Linked DNA regions of Mus musculus: regions 1 and 2 are each linked to region 3. A link is a contact called in public promoter capture Hi-C data. All regions are on one chromosome and are shown on one strand. The core of a region is the stretch at or near the end of the contact, and the rest is flanking DNA. Distances in the headings are between cores, read along the strand shown. Region 1 holds the start of Slc4a7 (solute carrier family 4, sodium bicarbonate cotransporter, member 7). Region 2 has its middle 120 kb from the start of Gm41097. Region 3 holds the start of 3830406C13Rik (RIKEN cDNA 3830406C13 gene).

Region 1 (2,700 bases), core at 164-2,663, 2.4 Mb after region 3:
TGCATTTCATGAGAGAGACTTCTTCCTGTCTACCCGAATCTGAGAGCAGAAGGTCTGATGGACATTTGTGAGAGAGCAAGGGACACCTTTGCAGTTCCAGACCCATGGTTTATAATGTGCTCATGAACTCCTAAAGGCCTTGTGTCCTAAATACCCAACACCATTGCATTGGGGATTAAGTTTCCAATACAGTTTTTTAGGGGACACAGTCAAATCACACACAAATATACTTTATAGTATTGTGTGGATTAAAGAGGGGCCATATTTGCAAAATGTCACTGTCTGTAATTCTAGATCTTTTCAAATGGTAGCTGTTATTAATGGAAGCACACCTGTTCTTGGACAGTCGTGTGTGAGCCTGCCCTGTACCTCTCTGGGAAATTTAGAACAAAGCCAGGAGGGGTCTGGGACCCAAAGCAGTACCCAGTACACTTTGCTATTTATTGATAATGGGTTAGGGATGAGTCTTGACCTGATGATAAGTATTTCCTTTCATAATCGAATTTAGATTTTCTCAGCTCAACCTTTTATTGTCTTTTTTTTTTTTTTTTTCTTGAGACAGGGTTTCTCTGTGTAGCCCTGGCTGTTCTGGAACTCACTCTGTAGACCAGGCTAGCCTAGAACTCAGAAATCCTCCTGCCTCTGCCTCCCAAGTGCTGGGATTAAAGGCGTGCGGCACCACTGCCCGGCTCTTTTATTGTCTTTATCAACAACCTGTTAACAATAGTGATAAGCACACCACAAGTGACACACCTTCACAGAGGGACAGAAATGTATTTAATCCTTCAATGTCCATTTGTGATGGAGACCATCACCTCCACACCCAGGTAGATAGTAGACAAGCACCCTACCTATAGGGTCGACCCAAGAGTGGGACAGGTTGTGGAACTAGGCCAGTGCAGGGAGTGCACTAGGCAAGTTGCTAAATGTATCCCCTCTTTTACAGGGTCCACGATAGAGTTACCTCTAGGAGAGAAACTTGCAGAGGCAGAGAATGAATCTGGCGTCGTCCTGTTTCTCTCCTGCTTGTAAAACACGTGGTGAGGAGCTGAATGGGGTGATGACCCCATTCCACTTCGAAAGTCTGTAGAACTTCCGATTCGAAAAACCGAGTTCCACTCTCAGCCTCGGTCAATTAAGTCTTTACAAAGAGGGGCGGGGCCTCCGGGAAACTGACCTGGGGGGCGGGGGAGGCGACAGACCCTTCCGAGCTGCTGATTGGCTGATACGAATGTCTGTCTTCTTTTGTCTCCGCCCTACCTCCAAGCCCCTTAGCCACTGGAGGCGGTCGCTCGACGCCGGACCTGGTGCCTAACAGGCAGGGGGCGTGCTCCGGGGGGGGCGTGCCGGAGCGCGCCCCGCCCCCGCCCCCGCCCCCGCCCCCCAGCCCCGCCCCCCGCCCCGCCCCCGCCCGGGCGCCGCTGCCTCCTCCGCGCCGCGTCCTCTGCCCGTCTCAGTCCTCGCGGCACGCCGTTGCCTCTCTCTCCCGGAGAACGTCCCGCGCTCGCAGCGGTCGCCGCACTCCGGGGCCAGCTCTCGGCGGCCAGCGCTCCGCACAGGGTCTCCCTCCGCGTGCCCGTCTCTGCTGCGGTCGCGGCCTCTCAGAGCTCCGGGGCGGGCCATGGAGGCAGACGGGGCCGGCGAGCAGATGAGACCGCTACTCACGCGGGTAAGGAGCGGGGAGGCCGAGGCCCGCAGACAAAGGCGGCGTCGCGGCGGGGCTGCCGGCGGCCTATGCTGGCGGCCGCGCGCCGCCGTCGCCTTTGTGTGGCGGGGGTCGCAGGGGACGGCCGGCTTCGAGCCCTCGGGGACGCCTCTCCCGAGGACGCGTGTCCGCCGCCGCAGTGCCCGGCTCTCAGACGCGCGGCTCCGGGAGCCGTGTTCTCCCGCCGCGTGGACGCTGCCGTCCTTCAGCCCAGGCTGCTGTTCCTGCCGCCGCCGCCGCCTTCAGCCTGTGGCCGGAGTCGGGACCGGCCGTCGGGGCCGGCGCTCTGTGGCGTGTTGGGTCGCAGGCCCAGGAGAAGCACCGTGAGTGCAGTGTCCTCCTCCGGGCTCCATAGAAAGAGAATGGACCGAGAGAGACCCCAGTGCTCTGCGCCGCGCGTCCCCAGTCCAGCCGATCCCGCTTTCCCAGTGCAAGCAGCCTGAGTAAGGGCGGACTTGGGACGCGCAGAAACTGGGCTCTCATTTAAACGGGGGAGGGGGCGGGGGGCACACAAGTGGCCCGTTCTCTAGAAACAGGAACGTGTATGTGCCCTACAGAAGAAACTGCTTTCTCCTTTCAGAGTCTCTGACTCAAAGGATGTGGTGGTACTAATTTTCCTACTTCCAATTTTTACTCTGACCAGTGAAATGGGAGGGAAGGTTGCAGGGATGAATTTTCCAGTCTTTTCAAAACAAGGAAAAGGACATTTTGCCGGTTTTTTTTTTTTTTTTTTTTTTTTTTTGGTAGAATTTTCCTTAAGGCTCCCTCCTCTCGTTACTTTAAAAGTTATTGTGGAGGCCGTGGGCGGTGATCATTCATTACTTCACAGTATTCAAATATAAACTCTTTAAATATAAAGGAAAACTTCGGTCTTAAGACTGTGAAGTTCTGTAGTGGTTATGGGTTTGATGGGTCACAGTGATGAAGTACTGGAAACTCCTTAGGATTCTTTTTATGGCCTTTGAATGAACCTTCAGGACCTTCTCCAAGACTAT
Region 2 (2,700 bases), core at 92-2,591, 3.0 Mb before region 3:
CATGCATTGTATAATGCATGAATAGTACCTACCTATATAGCATTCTTCGTGGACTGTTTGGAAATTGTTGGAGATCTTCTAAATGTTGACACATTTAAATGATGAATGTCAAAAATATTGTCATAAATGTATGTTAACATTTTCCCAGAACTCTGAATTTTGCTTTAAAGTTCACAATGGATGATTGGAAATGTGTTGCAAATTGTTCTCTGTGACTGATCTATTTTATTACACAGAGAATTTTAAAAGGTTTGCATTTGCAAGTAGCAAATTAAAAGCTAAATCATGTTAAGCTCCCAACAAAGACATTCCTGAATGAAATTTGTCCTGTGTGCATGTATGCACATTTCTGTATGGCCCTGTATGTGCACATGGATGGACCTTGGCATGATTACCCCCCTTTACTTTAATTCTTTTAAGACTTAATACAAATGAAGAATAGATTTCAGTGTGACATATTTTTTAGTGTGACATTTTTTCCACATGTGTATACCCTTTGATCTTCTCAGCCCCAATCACCTTCCTGCCTGCTACACTTAGCAGTTTCACTGTGATGACTGCCACATCATCACTACAAGGGGCCAACAGAGGAAAACAGTTTCTTAGGCACTTCAAGACAGTTTTTGTGTGTGTGTTTTGGTTTCCCTGAGATGCTCTTTGCACCCCATTTTAGCACGGGGCTGTGTAAACCATATTTGAAGACGCTGTTCTACAGTTAGGTTGCTCCAGGTGACCGGGCTTTATGGGGCTGCTTCTTCCTCCTCCAATCCCCAACGCCATTTAAGCACACCTCAGGTGAACTGTCCTCCACACTTAACTATGTCTCTTAATGGGTTGCTCAGAAGCCATCCTCACTGGAAAGTAAGTTAAGATGGACATGCATTCTCTTGGAAAAACAGCATTAGCGAACATTGATCTGAACCTGCAGTGACGCGGTAATATTGTGATCTGATCACCATGGCAGAGTGTGCCTTAGCCGTCAAAACGAACAGCTTCATCATTTTCACACCATGCTTCGTGACAGATGGCAAAAACTGTTTTGATTTTCCTCAGCAACTGTAGAGCAGGAAGAGAGTCTGCGCTTCCCCCTTCCTTCTTGCTCTTGTCATCTCTGGTTGGCCTGACAGCAAACCGATTTCTGCCTCTGTGATCCGTTCTCTGGATGACTGTGTTTTCAATAGCTACTTAGTATAAAAATAAAATGTGCAAGTCCCATCAAATAAACTAATTAAGGTTTAAAACGTGTCAAAATCCAACACCAGGAGGAACAGATGAGGCACTGAGTATAAGAGTCACATAGACCTGACAACTCATGTGTTGCCATGGCAACCAGGGAATCGATATCCCTCAGCTGGACAGATAGTTGACAGTAATTTTTGCTGGGTCAGAGCACTGAGAAGAGAGGGAAGTAGATTCTGCTGTGCAAAGAATTACTCCCTCCTTTTAACCAGAAGCTTCCGAGTGGTTTATTAATAATGGATATGTGAGATATGAAGGCAGGAGGGGACAACTTAGCAGGATCGTGGGCCTGGAGGGCATGGGGAAAGTAATGAGAGAAGAGATAAGAACACAGTATAATGATATGTAAGTGTAACAGTGAAATCCATTACTTTGTATGCAAATTTAAAAAATAATTTTAAAATATCCTAAATTTACAAGGTGTCTTAAAGACAGTTCTTGCATAAAATGGAAAGCACCGAGTGAAGACTTCTCTGTAATTCACTGTTATCTCTGAAACTCAGAATAAGAATACCCGTGAGGTTTTTTTTCTGTCGTCTGTGTTTTTAAAAACAAAAACAAAAACAAAAAACACCACCATATAGCTGGAAGGAAACAATGTTTCTTTCTTCCTCCTGCTCATAACCAATCATAAAAATATTCAGAGAATTTCTTTGTGTGATCTTCAGTACTGTCTGGCCATAGTTTTCAGAAGCTTTTAATTTATGTGTGTGTGTTTGCCTGCATGCTATGCATGCAGTACCCAAGGACTCCAACAGAGAGCACTAGACTCCTTGGAACTGAAGTTAGAAATGGTTGTGAGCTGGACATGCATGCTGGGATCTGAACCTGAAGTATTAACTAAGAAATCTTACTTCCTGAGCCAGCTCTCCAACCCCTGGTCATTTTTGTGATTAGCTCTTCTTGGATGTTGTGTGACCTATGGTTTGACAAGAAGAGACTGAACAAAACCTTCCTTTGTGCCTTGTGTTAGTGTATCATTTAGTAGAAAAGACAGTGTCTGTTTCCCCAAACATGGCCCACAGGCACAGCAGGTGCCTGAGTTGGTTGATATATAATGATGTCTGATCCACTAGAAGAAAAGATTTAATATCTAGCCCATTTAAAGAAAAAAAGGATGTTCTACACTGCTCGCTCTTAATGGGATGAGCACTCAACTTCAAAAAGAACAAAAAAATTGTTAGTTTATCTCTTTATAAATTGTCCCCTCCTTCCCTCCCTCCTTTGCCCCCTCCCTCCTTCTCTCTACTGAAGTTGTACAATATCTTTTTGGTAATCCTTCTTGATGGCACTTTCTTATTATGTGCTATACTGTGATATCCTGGTAGAATTAAAATATGGACATGAGGTTTTAATATAAGGACATTATCAGAAATGTCATCCCCAATAAATTGGGAACAGGGAAACCTGCCCTACAGACAGAGGGTCTTGCTCAATTTTGCCTTTTGCTGTGATTTGTAG
Region 3 (2,700 bases), core at 35-2,534:
GGTTACAGTGCTTCAAAATCAGGAGAAATTTCACTCATCCAGTTAGAAAATGCACAATAGGAAACCAAAGTCAAAAATATTTTTCTTGATGCTGGAGAGAGATGGATCCAGCAGTTATGAGTTCTGGCTGTTCTTACAGAGGACAAGAGTTCTCATCACAACAATCAAATAAAGAGTCTCAAGGGGATCTAAATCTCTATTCTGCCCTTTGAGGACACCTATATACATTGTAGCATACCATCCCAACACACACACACACACACACTCACACACAAACACATACCAAAATTTAAAGGGAACTTTACAAAACACAAAATGTTCTTTTGTTGTGGAAAAAAAAAATGTGGCTGGGGAAGTGGGAAGTCCCACACTGAGAATGAAATAATACCTCTATTGAGAGAGTAGCATTATAAGATAGGAAGAGCCAAGTATCATAGTCCATGCCTTTACTCCCAGGACCAGAGGCAGAGAGGCAGAGAGGGGGAGAGGCAGAGAGGCAGAGAGGCAGAGAGGCAGAGGTATGTCCTGTGATTTAAAGGACTAGCCAGGTCTACATAGTGAGACCTTGCCCTAGAAGTAAAGAAGTGAAGATACCTAAGTGTGTAGAAAAGAGGCTTTCAAAATAAAGGACACACTGAGTTCAAAGTGTCTAAATTCGGTGCTACATTTAATGTAGGTAACCTAGGAGGAAAAACTCACTTAAATGTGTTCTGTTTACCCTTTACCAGCTGTGCAACTCTTAGTTAAGACTTTATCACTCTTCCATATCTCTATCTATAAGCAAAGAATAAACAGAACTACTCGCTCACAAAGTTATTTCAAGGAATAAAATGAAGCGTAAGGGTACACTTCTGCACATGGGAGGAGTGCTGTGGGCTAAACAACACAAGGCTGTGAACTTGCTGTGTTGATCTGTGTGCGACCTAGAGGCTGCTCTGCAGGCCTCGGATGAACAAACTTAATGACAAGTCTTTGGATAGTCCCCACAACACTCACGCCTTCCCCCCCCCCCCCCCCCACTGGAACATTCCAAAGGAGGAATATGTTACAGGGAGGAAGCCAACTGTACTCCCCGAAGACTTTATAACATATGCAGAGACCACTTTTTAAAAGCTTGAGCTATCACCACATCTTCTTCCAGGTTTCTAAGGCCCCTTTTGGGGAATCTTCCACAGTCTCATCTCCCTGAGGTGCTCGAACCCGCGCCAGAGCCAAGCCAAGCCAAGTAGCTGGGACTCTGACTGACGTCAGGAGCGTAAAGTACGCAAACATGGCTGCCTGACCACGCCCAGGTCTTGCGCAGGCGTCGTCCATGGCGCGTTCCCGGAAGAGCTCAGAGGTGGGCGCAGTGTGGTCACAGCCCGTAGCCCCTGAGGCAAGGGGGGGATGAGGAGGAAGCTAATGAGGGGAGCCAGGTGACCAGAAAGGTTTTCCAGAGTTTTCTGGGACGAAAGGCGGGACTTGGGGTGGCCGTTGGGCGCTTCCTCGCTTCAAAAGGCAGAGTTTTTCTTGAACTGCTCCCGAAGGAGAGGAAGAGAGGCGGCAGGAGTGGCTTTCCAGGGGCGCCTGGACGCTGCCCTGGTCGGCTGCAAACCTCGCCGGGAGGAAGGCGAGGAAGCCGGGCGTGAGGTGGGCCCTGGGCGGAGAAGGAGCCTGCTGAAGGGCCGGGCAGGCCCCTGTGCAGTGTGCGGAGCACCCAGAGCTCGGGCGTCCGGTCGCCATCCGATCCTGAGCGAGCGGCGTTTAATTTCAGAAAGTTTAGGGAAGTCTCCTTCACGGAATGTCAGTGTTGGATGTGTCTCCCTTTGGTGGGGCACCTTTAGCTTGTGTGCTCAGCCTAGCGCGTTCAGAGCACGTCATTAGCCCACCATCTATACTTGTGCAAGTACTTTAGCCAAGGGGAGTGGTGCCTGGTGTAGTGTGCCATAGGAAGTCTCCAAACGCGAGTGCTGACTTGCTAGAACGCGGCGGGCAGACTTAATCGACTTTTTCCTAAGTTACACATGTAAAAATACTTCCCCTGTTTGGAAGGGTCATGGTAGCACTGAGCAGTCTTCCGCTAAAGGCAAGACCATGAGTTCCCAGTTGGTCCTCAGACGTGTTTGCCTTTCTGTCTATGAGTGTGTGTTGAATTTTTAGGTTTTTTTTTTTCTTTCTGTTAAAATGTCCATTAGTCTTAGTGCCGGCTGTTTGTTTGTTGAAATTCTGTTTAAGATTAGAGCTTGGGTGGAGGTAGCAGATATGAAGCGTCTTGAGTTTACCTGATCCATGGTGTTTTGAGTGAATTTGACAAATGCAAAAAAAAAAAAAAAAATTAATAAAAATGTGCTTGAGTGCATTCTTTCACATTACACATAAAATTGTCAGTTTTCTCTTTTGAGAGAATTAATGTATTGTTTCAGTACTAAAACCAAATCGCACAGTTGAACACATGGGTAAAGATAACTAAATGTTTTTATTATTTAGCAGAAAACTTATAGCCCAGCTTTGATTAAAGATGGCTTCCTTGTTTACTCAAGAAATTCACCTTTCTAAAAGACATGAAGAAATGTAAGTTTTTGAAAAAGATACTTCAAATACAGAGTGTATGTTACCTTTATTAGTGAAACATGCACAGGAAGACAAAAATGTGAAAGTATCATTTTCTGACAGGACATTTTATTGTAGATAACTTCATTGTCTCTTAAGAATGAGAGTAAA

Evidence for each region. Promoter capture Hi-C pulls out the DNA fragments that hold promoters and counts their contacts.
Region 1: a promoter capture Hi-C map of cranial neural crest shows a contact between it and region 3. The contact joins the promoter of Slc4a7 here to the promoter of 3830406C13Rik in region 3.
Region 2: a contact with region 3 is called in a promoter capture Hi-C map of hippocampal neurons, with 4 times the contacts expected there. The contact joins the enhancer-like site here to the promoter of 3830406C13Rik in region 3. A contact is called at or near these places in 5 of 39 promoter capture datasets (the 3T3-L1 cell line, frontonasal cranial neural crest, hippocampal neurons and 2 more).

The regions. Positions count from the first base shown.
Region 1 is chr14:14,701,612-14,704,311 of GRCm38.p6, forward strand. It overlaps Slc4a7 (solute carrier family 4, sodium bicarbonate cotransporter, member 7), which reads left to right and starts at 1,414. Exons shown (of 26, transcript NM_001360504.1): 1 at 1,414-1,669. The coding sequence starts at 1,622.
Region 2 is chr14:9,328,975-9,331,674 of GRCm38.p6, forward strand. No RefSeq gene overlaps it. Among named protein-coding and RNA genes, the nearest start is that of Gm41097, 120 kb to the right of the region's middle. Within about 2 kb of position 1,342, at least 20 of the 459 cell types and tissues checked have an H3K27ac peak or open chromatin away from gene starts, as enhancers often do. A contact at or near this core is called in hippocampal neurons, where this site is marked.
Region 3 is chr14:12,282,919-12,285,618 of GRCm38.p6, forward strand. 3830406C13Rik (RIKEN cDNA 3830406C13 gene) reads left to right here and starts at 1,285. Exons shown (of 5, transcript NM_178141.3): 1 at 1,285-1,339; 2 at 2,467-2,550. The coding sequence starts at 2,498.